2 separate regions of the Zea mays genome follow, and region 1 is linked to region 2. A link is a contact called in public Hi-C data. All regions are on one chromosome and are shown on one strand. The core of a region is the stretch at or near the end of the contact, and the rest is flanking DNA. Distances in the headings are between cores, read along the strand shown.

The links. Hi-C and Micro-C count contacts between places; a contact is called where the count stands out from the background.
Region 1: a contact with region 2 is called in a Hi-C map of ear, with 3 times the contacts expected there. The contact joins the promoter of LOC100281036 here to the promoter of LOC100502466 in region 2. A contact is called at or near these places in 4 of 25 Hi-C or Micro-C datasets (bundle sheath, ear, endosperm and 1 more).

What each region holds. Positions count from the first base shown.
Region 1 is chr2:115,955,860-115,960,656 of Zm-B73-REFERENCE-NAM-5.0, reverse strand. It overlaps LOC100281036 (bifunctional 3-phosphoadenosine 5-phosphosulfate synthetase 2), which reads right to left and starts at 2,368. Exons shown (of 5, transcript NM_001153955.2): 1 at 1,699-2,368. The coding sequence starts at 2,246. LOC100285276 reads right to left here. Exons shown (of 13, transcript NM_001158169.2): 12 at 4,605-4,797; 13 at 3,963-4,529. The coding sequence ends at 4,464.
Region 2 is chr2:115,228,451-115,233,145 of Zm-B73-REFERENCE-NAM-5.0, reverse strand. LOC100502466 (C2H2-like zinc finger protein) reads left to right here and starts at 3,388. Exons shown (of 3, transcript NM_001196944.1): 1 at 3,388-4,136; 2 at 4,212-4,315; 3 at 4,413-4,695. The coding sequence starts at 3,565. LOC100273179 reads left to right here. Exons shown (of 5, transcript NM_001147624.1): 3 at 907-1,443; 4 at 1,543-1,649; 5 at 1,767-2,161. The coding sequence starts at 1,288. The coding sequence ends at 2,118.

The sequences.
Region 1 (4,797 bases), core at 1,119-3,618, 730 kb before region 2:
CTGATACCAGGTGTCATGGACCTGTCCATGGGGATAGCTGTCTTCTCCGGCGAGGTTATACCCCTCTGCCGCAGGCTTGGTTCTAGGGTAGCAGCCCTAGGCGCTTGAGAGGGTCATTGCAAGAGAGAGAGAGATTGGTTTGATAATGATCTTGCTTGATTTATTCCCTGCTGCCATGCGGCTTATAAATAGCCCTATGGCTAACCAACTTCTCCTACAAACTCTCAACTAACTCCTACTTTCTTGGACTTATCTGATGCTAACCAACTCTCCACAATTCTCTCATTTCAATCTTATTCTCTAACCTTATCCTAGCTCATCTCAATCTTATTCTCTAGTCTTATCCCAGCCTGGCTGTTGCCTCTCGCTCCTTATTATGCCCATGACAATACCAGGTGGTGTCATGAACCTTCGGTCCATGGGGATAGCTGTCTTCTCCGGCGAGGTTATACCCCTCTGCCGCAGGCTTGGTTCTAGGGTAGCAGCCCTAGGCGCTTGAGAGGGTCATTGCAAGGGAGAGAGATTGGTTTGATAATGATCTTGCTTGATTTATTCCTTGCTGCTATGCGGCTTATAAATAGCCCTATGGCTAACCAACTTCTCCTACAAACTCTCAACTAACTCCTTTCTTGGACTTATCTGATGCTAACCAACTCTCCACAATTCTCTCATTTCAATCTTATTCTCTAACCTTATCCTAGCTCATCTCAATCTTATTCTCTAGCCTTATCCCAGCCTGGCTGTTGCCTCTCGCTCCTTATTATGCCCATGACAGTATAATTGAGACTAACAGATGGGAGTGACAAAATGATTGTGATATTGCTCCATGCTCCATAAAGTGGGCAAGGAAGTGTCATGAAGGGATCTTCAACATGAGATGAGATCACATCAACATGACAACTTGCAGGGCCACACAAAAAGCATCATTGGTCTCACAATCAACTAATAACTACAAAGATTTTAAGTTTCAAATCAAGTTGATTTTTTGTCATTAAATGTATTAGTTCAGACTTCAGATGGGCCAAGTTAAAGTTGCATCCAGAACAACAACAGTACCACTTGAGCAATGGTCATGTAACCTGATAACCACTCACAGAGATATTAGGACCAAGTTGCTTACTAATCATATGGTCAAATACGCCTGCCAAGGGAATCCTTATGCAATAAAATTGAGGGTGACATGATGGGAAAAGGGATAGCGCTGTCGGAGGACAATAACTTTTATCCAAAAAAATCCCATCCATTGAATTTGGTAGTGCTGTTATGGCCCCCCAAACCATCCAAAGTGTGGACTATAAAGAACAAGCAGCAGACCTAAGATGCTTCCATGGAATTTACCTCAATTAAATTGTCAAAAGCAAAAGTTGCCCAAGTGCAGCATAATTCATTTATCAGATGCTTGCTACATTACTCAAACATACGTGGATATACAAAACTAAAACCACAGATACCCGGCAGGCATAATGCCATGAGATCCAGAGGAATTTCAATTAAATATCATTAACGAAACAATTTACCCCCACATAAATTCTAACCAAAGTCGCAGTTAATACAGTACAAGAATGCTGTGCCTTTTGTGTTTGCTCGAACCACGAATGCCGAAACGGAAGAAGCGATTTAGCACGCAAAACACATAAGACTAAGAATGCATGTTTTTTGGTAGGAATAAGAAACGGAGGAGGATCAGGACGTACGTACCTGCGCAGGATGGCGACGACACCGCCGTCGGGCCCTTGTAACGCGACGTCCGGCTTACCCCCGATCTGCTCCTTGTCGGCGTCCCCGATGGCGAGCACGATGGGGAGCGACATGTTGACGAGGCCCCCGTCGGGGAGGCGAACGCAGTTGAAGTGGAGGCTCTGCAGGTACTCGTGCTCGCGCATGAACCCGCGGAGCGGGCTGGCCCACCCCTCGGCGAGCACGTGCGCCCACTGGAGGTCGACGGGGGCGAGGCGCACCCGCGGGAGCGCCTCCGCCTCCGCGCGCAGCGCCGGGAGGCGGTCGGGCGGGGCGACGAGCTCGACGAGCGCGCCGCCGTCCGGGTCGATGAGGGAGCTGCGGACCGACATGGCGCGCCGCCCGTGCCGTGGGGAGGGGGAGCGCGAGCGCGGGGCGGCGAGGCGGAGGCGGCAGAGGTGGAGCGGGTGCGCGAGCGAGGCGGTGGCGCGGACGCGAGCCACAGAGGAGGAAGCGGAGGGGGAAGGGTGGTGGACGCGGGGTGGAGTGAGGAGGTGGGTGGTGGCCATGGATGCGCGCGAGGTGTTCGACCGCGCGGTGCGGGCGGTACAGGTGCGCTACGGCCACCGACTAGTCGGCGCGGCGCGGCGCGGCGGTTGATGACAAGCCCAGGTGCTGATTTGTCTAATGCTTTCCACGAGTGTTTCTGCTATCCACAATCCACATGGAGTATTATATAGGAGGGTGGCAGTAGTATGGGTTTACTCTTCTTTGACCAAATTTTTGGGAAAAATCATTGAAAATGACTGGACGATTGCAAAGTGCTAGCGGCAGTAGTAAAGCATATAAATTATTGTTTACAAAAGAAAAGTAACATGGTATCGATGGATGCATTGACATTTTTGCACTTCCTACATGGAAGTGGTCGTGGTGAAGTTTTTTAGAAAAGAAACGCAATAGATCCTCAGTCTAGCTAAAGTCAAACTACCTTATGTTCGACTAAATTTAGTAAAAAAAATAAATAGTATAAACATACATGATTTTAAATACTCCATCGGACCTAATATATAGCTTGTTTGCTTTTTTATTAAATTTGACTGACTTATTTTATTCAAAAAAATTACGAAAAATTAATAAAAGGTCAAGGACATACATAAAGTATATTGTATGTTAAATGATATCGCAGTGAAAATTAGTAATAACTATCAAAATGTTTAAATAAGATGAGCAGTTAAACTTTATGTAAAAAAGTCAAACAAATTAGAAATGGGAATGGAGGGAGTATTGTTTATTTAGTATGATAAGTAATAGTGTATCATTAATATAATTTTGGTCAAGTTTTAAATTGTTTTATCCAAGTACCTAACACTACGCTGTCATTTCCAGGGCGAAGGGCGTAGTTAGGAATTAGGAAGAAACAAATATGGATAGTGCTGCTTATACATAGCGACATTGACACATGTCCGAAAACAAAAAAGAAGCGTTGATTTCAACGTGTGTGTGTGTGTGTTTGAGAAAGGAGAGAGAGAAATGGTCCTTGGAATCAGCATAAAACCGCAGCAGCGGCTCCCGTCGACGTTGTTGGATGTCGCACCACCCCACGCTGCGGGGGGAAAAAAAGCAGATTCCCGTTGCATGGCCGTGAGCCCCGCTACGCTCACGTCCACAGACCACAGATCCGGTGCGGCGTAAAGGAAAAGGCGCCCGTCTTTTTCTCTGCTACCAGCGCGGTCGAGCGGCTCGCGTAGATTCTCCACTCCACTTCACGTACACATCGCTTTCAGCCTTAAACATGGACTGCAGAGAAATGGGAGCCTGCCGTCCTCTCCCCGTGATTGTGGTGCCGGTGCCGTCGTGCCGATGGGGACCGTACCTACCCATGCATTACGTACAGTACAGTACATGAGTGATTTTACTGAAGACCAGGCTCTTTGGTTGACGCTTGTATTCCAAAAGTTCCTGATTTACACATTTTTCAGCCAAAATCCGGCGATCTGTTGTATTGATCGGCGCTACAACTGGTACTGCGTTGGCAATCCACAGATTCACCTGGCCAGCTTAGGTTAAGCGACCTGACCATGTTGGCAGCCAGACCTACCTTTGTTTACCACAGTTCATCCTCAAGCCAAACCTGCCAGAAAGCTCGAGCCTCACAGTAGCTCCAATATAGCACATCTTGAGATGAAATGAACCAAAGACAAATAGAAACATGAGCGAAGTTTGGATCCATAGTAGAAACAGAAAGAAAGAAAGAAAGAAAAACATCATCTAATGACAAGTGTAGCATGTAGCAAACCGGACTGTACATCCAATGCATTCAGAAACGAGACAATAAATCACGTTAAAAGAATTGCATAACCTCTATAGATCTGCTATTGGTGATTGACCGGTGATAGTCAGGATGTACAATATTACTGCTCTTCAAACAAACGAAGACCAGAACATACACTGATGGCCTTCGGACTGTGCTGCCCTCTAACTTGCTATACGCACAAATCCGTTCAAAACAAAGGCTAAGTCCAATGGTAGGTTTAAGCTGAGACCTACCGCACTTGCTGATTCTATCTTAACTGTCGATGAAACAGAGTAACAACTACAATCATGCCGCCAATGTACAAGATCTACTGCCTACCATGTACCCTCTGATTTGTTAGTTAACGGGCCTAGAGCATGGAGACTAAAGGTATCCTACTGATCCAGCCCCAATGCAATTGTGCACTGCAGACTCATTCTATTTTGTCTGTCTAAGGGGCAGGTTAAGAGCCCTAACTCCGAGGATCCATCCACTACGTGCCCCAAGCATCTGTCATACTAACGTCAACGCCAGAAGCAAGCCAGTAATCAGCATCAGCCTGCAAAAGCAAGAACCGTAAGCATCATGTTACCAAGACTGCCATGATGTCTGATGTGGAGTAGGATTTCCTTACGTCGGCATCTGATGGAACGATTCTCAAAATGCCAATTTCTTGCTTTCTGGATGGTTCTGCTGCATGCATGCAGCCACCATTACTTGCCTGATTAGGATCACAATCCATCTGCTGCAAATCTTGAGAACTATCAGTAGCAACTGCAGGTTTTAATCTGTCTGCTGCCACCAGCTGGCCCTGGTTAAATATATCC
Region 2 (4,695 bases), core at 2,139-4,638:
TATGTGGCCACACAAGGAGAGACCGAGTCCGGAATGATGACATACGAGAGAGAGTAGGAGTGGCGCCAATTGAGGAGAAGCTTATGCAACATCGTTTGAGATGGTTTGGACATATCCAACGAAGACCTGAAGAGGCACCAGTGCATATCGGAATAATTAGGCGTCCCGAGAATGTGAAGAGAGGTAGAGGTCGACCAACCTTGACGTGGACAGAGGCAGTGAAGAGGGACCTGAAGGAGTGGAATATTGATAAAGAGCTCGCCGTGGATAGGAAGGGGTGGAAGTGTGCAATTCACGTGCCAGAACCTTGATTTATAGTTCCGCTTTTCCTCCTTAATCGTTTGACCTTTTCTTGTGCCCATTTAGACCTTGCTGGTTCTTGTGGGTTTTATCTCTTTTATGTGTTCCCCCGTTTCGTCGTTTTCGGTTCTCCTTTGCCTTTGTTTCCCCTGTTTTCTTTGGGGGTTGAGCTCTGAGGTTTTCATACGGGGTTTCATCTCTAGCCTACCCCAACGTGCTTGGGACAAAAGGCTTTGTTGTTGTTGTTGTTGTTGTTGTTGTTGAGCGTTCCAACGTTTTATCGTTTTAATAACCTTGAATACCGACAGTATCTGCTTGACCTTTTCTAAGTGGAAATTTAAAAATGTTTGACTTAAGACAACTTTAGAAATTGATTTATTTAGGGATGGAGGGAGTAAGTGCTAATATATGTTTTGCTTTAACAATGTTCCGCTTCACTTTTATGTAAACTTAAAAGGCTTATGCATAGAAATTCTATTTGAGATATGTCACTTTCTACACCTGGAGCAGAGTTGATCACCAAATATTCACCTCTTATTACGCAGCTAACTAAATGTGATGATGCTTCTACACCTGCTGAGGGTACCTTTCTTAATTGTTATGCAGGTATACTAGAGCCAATAAGAGCTGACATGAGAGATGCAAAATTAGGTGTTGGGAAGCAAGAGGAAGATGACTTCTTCACATCTGAAGAGAATGTGCAACGAAAGAAATTGAATATTGAACTTGAGGAGACTGAGGAACATATAAAGAAACGGGAGGTATGCAATCTAACACCTGGTGCTAGTTTCTCTACATTCATGCAGTTTTTTCCCTGGGCTGATGCTTGACATGCTGGAACCTAGATATAATAGTTGTAAGACCTCTATAGCCTAGAAGTAGCTGTACTTTCGTGATGTGAGGATAGCTAGCATCAACCATTAAAGAGTCTTCAGCATTTTGTGCGCTTTTTATTTGGTGGTTTCTTTTCCCTGCTTGGTGCAAATCATGACAATCCAGGTCATAGCAGAGCGTGAGCACAAAATCCGCAGTGAAGTCAAGGAGATACAGAAGGTGTTCTTTTGCAACCTCTGCAATAAGCAGTACAAGCTGGCTCATGAATTTGAGAGTCACTTGAGCTCATATGACCACAATCATAGGAAGGTAATCTGTTTTGTGTACCCTTTTGATTTCCCTAATGAATTGTATTTGTATTTTTCTAATATATGTTCATCTGCATGGTTCTGAATACCTTCGTCGCAGAGGTTTAAGGAAATGAGAGAAATGCAGAGCAGCAGTGGTAGTCGAGATGACAGACAGAAACGTGAACAACAACGAGAAGAGAAGGAGCTGGCAAAAATTGCTCAACTGTATCCATCCATACTTAATTCAAGGATTCCACAAGACTATTCTATGTTATTTCTTAAGATATTCATTAGGAATTGTAGGTTGTATGTGCAGCTTGGATTTCCTTAATGAAGCTTCAGTGCGGATGCTCATAGGAAGCAGCAGAAGGATAAGCAAGAAAAGTCAGAGACGGAGGATGCGGCACCCAAAAACATGGCAGCCTCTAGCAACCAGGATCAGAGGCAAACCTTGAAGTTCGGATTCTCTAAAATGGCTCCTTCCAAGGTGGATATCTCGAGGATACCATTCAATTTGTTTGCATTTCAGGACTTTGCTCGAAATGTTGGTTCCATGACCTATAAATTGTTGAGATGTTCGTTGTTGATTGGCAAATCTTGCAGTGCTGTTGAATTTTTGTGGCCACAAGCCACTGCTGCAAGTTCTTGTCGAATTAGACTACATATTTCTTTCCCTAGAACCTCCAATATTTAGTGTTACTGCAGTTTTAACCTGTAATATTGTTTGTTCAAAATATAGAGAGCAGGAGTATAGTAGATCTACACATCACACGCATCTAGTGTCTTATTTTTTTTCTTTGATTAAACTCATAAGACTGTTGTGTCATTTCAGAATTTATTGAACCTTTCGTTTTCTTTTACTGCAACGCCTATGTCTATTATAACTGCTAAGTTGACCACATTTTCATTGCAAGTACAGGTTCTAGTTGGTAGTGCCAGCAAGAAGCCAAAGGTTGCCACGAAAGTTTCTTCGGTCTTTGGCAACGAGAGTGATGAGGACTCGTGACCTTTGCCAGAGGGTGGCAGACTGGCAGTTGCTTCTTCTGTCGTGCATTGGTCTGGGGACTTGATAACAGCACCGAGAATTGTATGAACTTTTGAGGGTACACTGTATAAGGAAATCTGTACTGTTGTTGCTGGATTTTGGAAGCTGTTTATTAACCATTCGCCCTTGTAGGCAGGCAATACCCTTCAGTTTGGGACACACCTTTGTATTGTAGGCTGTATTATCGTTGTTGGCTTTTAATGTTAAAAAAAACCTTTGTATTGGATGCTACAGTGGTGTCACATTTTGTCTGTCAAAGTTGGAGGCTTAATTTTGGACACTTTTTTTGTTGGTTGCCCTTCTCGTCCGTGGAGAGGATGTCACTGCTTCAGTTTAAAGTTTCTTTATTTTTTGAACAAAAATCATGTGATTATGCTTATGTTTGAGTTGAGTTGCATAAACTTGCACTTTCAATAAGGCTGCCGGCTGTTGCAAAAAAAAAAAGTCATCTTTTCAAGCAAAAGGTCGAAGGCAACCAAATCGAAAATGGATGGATGGACCATGCAGCCCATAAGGGGGGAGCAGTTGGCCTGGTGGGTCTGTGGTCCATGAGAAGCGATGCATTTACAGGTAGGTAAACCATGCTTGTTCTCAGAAGACAGAAGAGAGTTGAACTCGCATACATGTGAAATGGCCTGCATCTGGCAGCCTCGACAGCTAGCCATTTGCACGCAGCAGCAGGTCAGTGCGTGCAATGCAAGCATGTCATGTCAGAACCGATCATGCTACTCCAATCCAAATTCGATGATTGGTATTGCTGCTGACAAGTACGTTTTTGCAAGAGTTTAGCAGACTGGTCTCATCTGATGGATGTATGGTCCTGTGTTGCACAATGTTAGGTTGAAGATGCCATGCCGCATACCCTAACCCTACCACGTAGTCCCCCTCCTCTCCTCTGTCTTCTTGCAGTTCCATAGACGTATTTGTGATGATGCAACATCAGACAAATCATTTCCAAATGTTCATGTACTAAAAAAAGAGATTTGTTAATTCCTTTTATGTAGAATGGAACATAAAAGGAGCTAGGAAACTAGTAGTGAGAGTGCAAAGGCCAAACAAACACTAGCTAGTCACAAACAATCGAAGAATTCAGGTATGCCTCTCGCCACCCTTCTGCTCCCCTCAGTCTCTACGCCCACCGCCGGCGACCACCGCACCCACAGCCGGCGGCATGACCACCACCACGGCAGCAAGCGCAAGAAGAAGCCGCCGCCGCCGCCATCACCACAGCCGTCGCTCCCGTTGGCACCGAGAACCCCGCCACCGCCAGGCGCACCAAGCCCCAAGGTCCGTGCGGCGGGCAAGAACAACCACGCCCAGTACCAGTACCAGCAGCGCCGAGGCCAGCCGACGAAGAACAGGGCCGCGGCGGCGTCCTCGTCCTGGGAGCAGGTGAAGAGCCTGCTGAGCTGCCGGACCGCGACGGCGGCGGCGCGCGTGCACGACCCGTCGGCGCTGGCGCGGCTCCGCGGCGCGTCGCTCTGCGCCATGCGCGACGTCGTGCTCTCCTCCGCGTCGGGCGACCGCGACACGGCACCGCTGAACCGCCGCCGCGCCCCGTCCTCCTCCGCTGCCTCTGGCGCCGGCAGCAGCAGCCACCACTCCTCCCTGCGGGGCCTCTCCGGCTGCTACGAGTGCCGCGCCATCGACGTGGAGCCCATGTCGAGGTCCGTACGATTCCGACCCATCAACCTTTTTTTAAAGCAAATAACCATGATTAATGCACGATTAACGATCACCAGGCGGCGGTACCCGAGGCCGAGGGAGCTGTGCGCGTGCCCGCAGTGCGGCGAGGTGTTCACCATGGCCGACAGCTTGGAGCACCACCAGGCCATTCGCCACGCAGGTATAGTATACGCTCCCTAGTCACATGAAAGATTGATAAAACGAGGCTCCACATGACAATGGCTAACAGAAGATAGACTTGAATTCATAATTCGCAGTGTCTGAGCTGGGTCCGGAGGACTCCGGGCGCAACATCGTGGATATCATCTTCAACTCGAGCTGGCAGAAGCGGGGCCGCCCCATCTGCCACATCGACCGCATCCTCAAGGTCCACAACGCCCCGCGCACCGTCGCCCGCTTCGAGGCCTACCGCGACGCCGTCCGCTCCCGCTCCCGCTGCCGCGCCGCCGCCCGGGTAGCGGCCGACGGCAACGAGCTGCTCAGGTTCCACTCCGCGCCGCTCGCGTGCGCGCTCGGCCTCGGCGGCGCGACCGCCCTCTG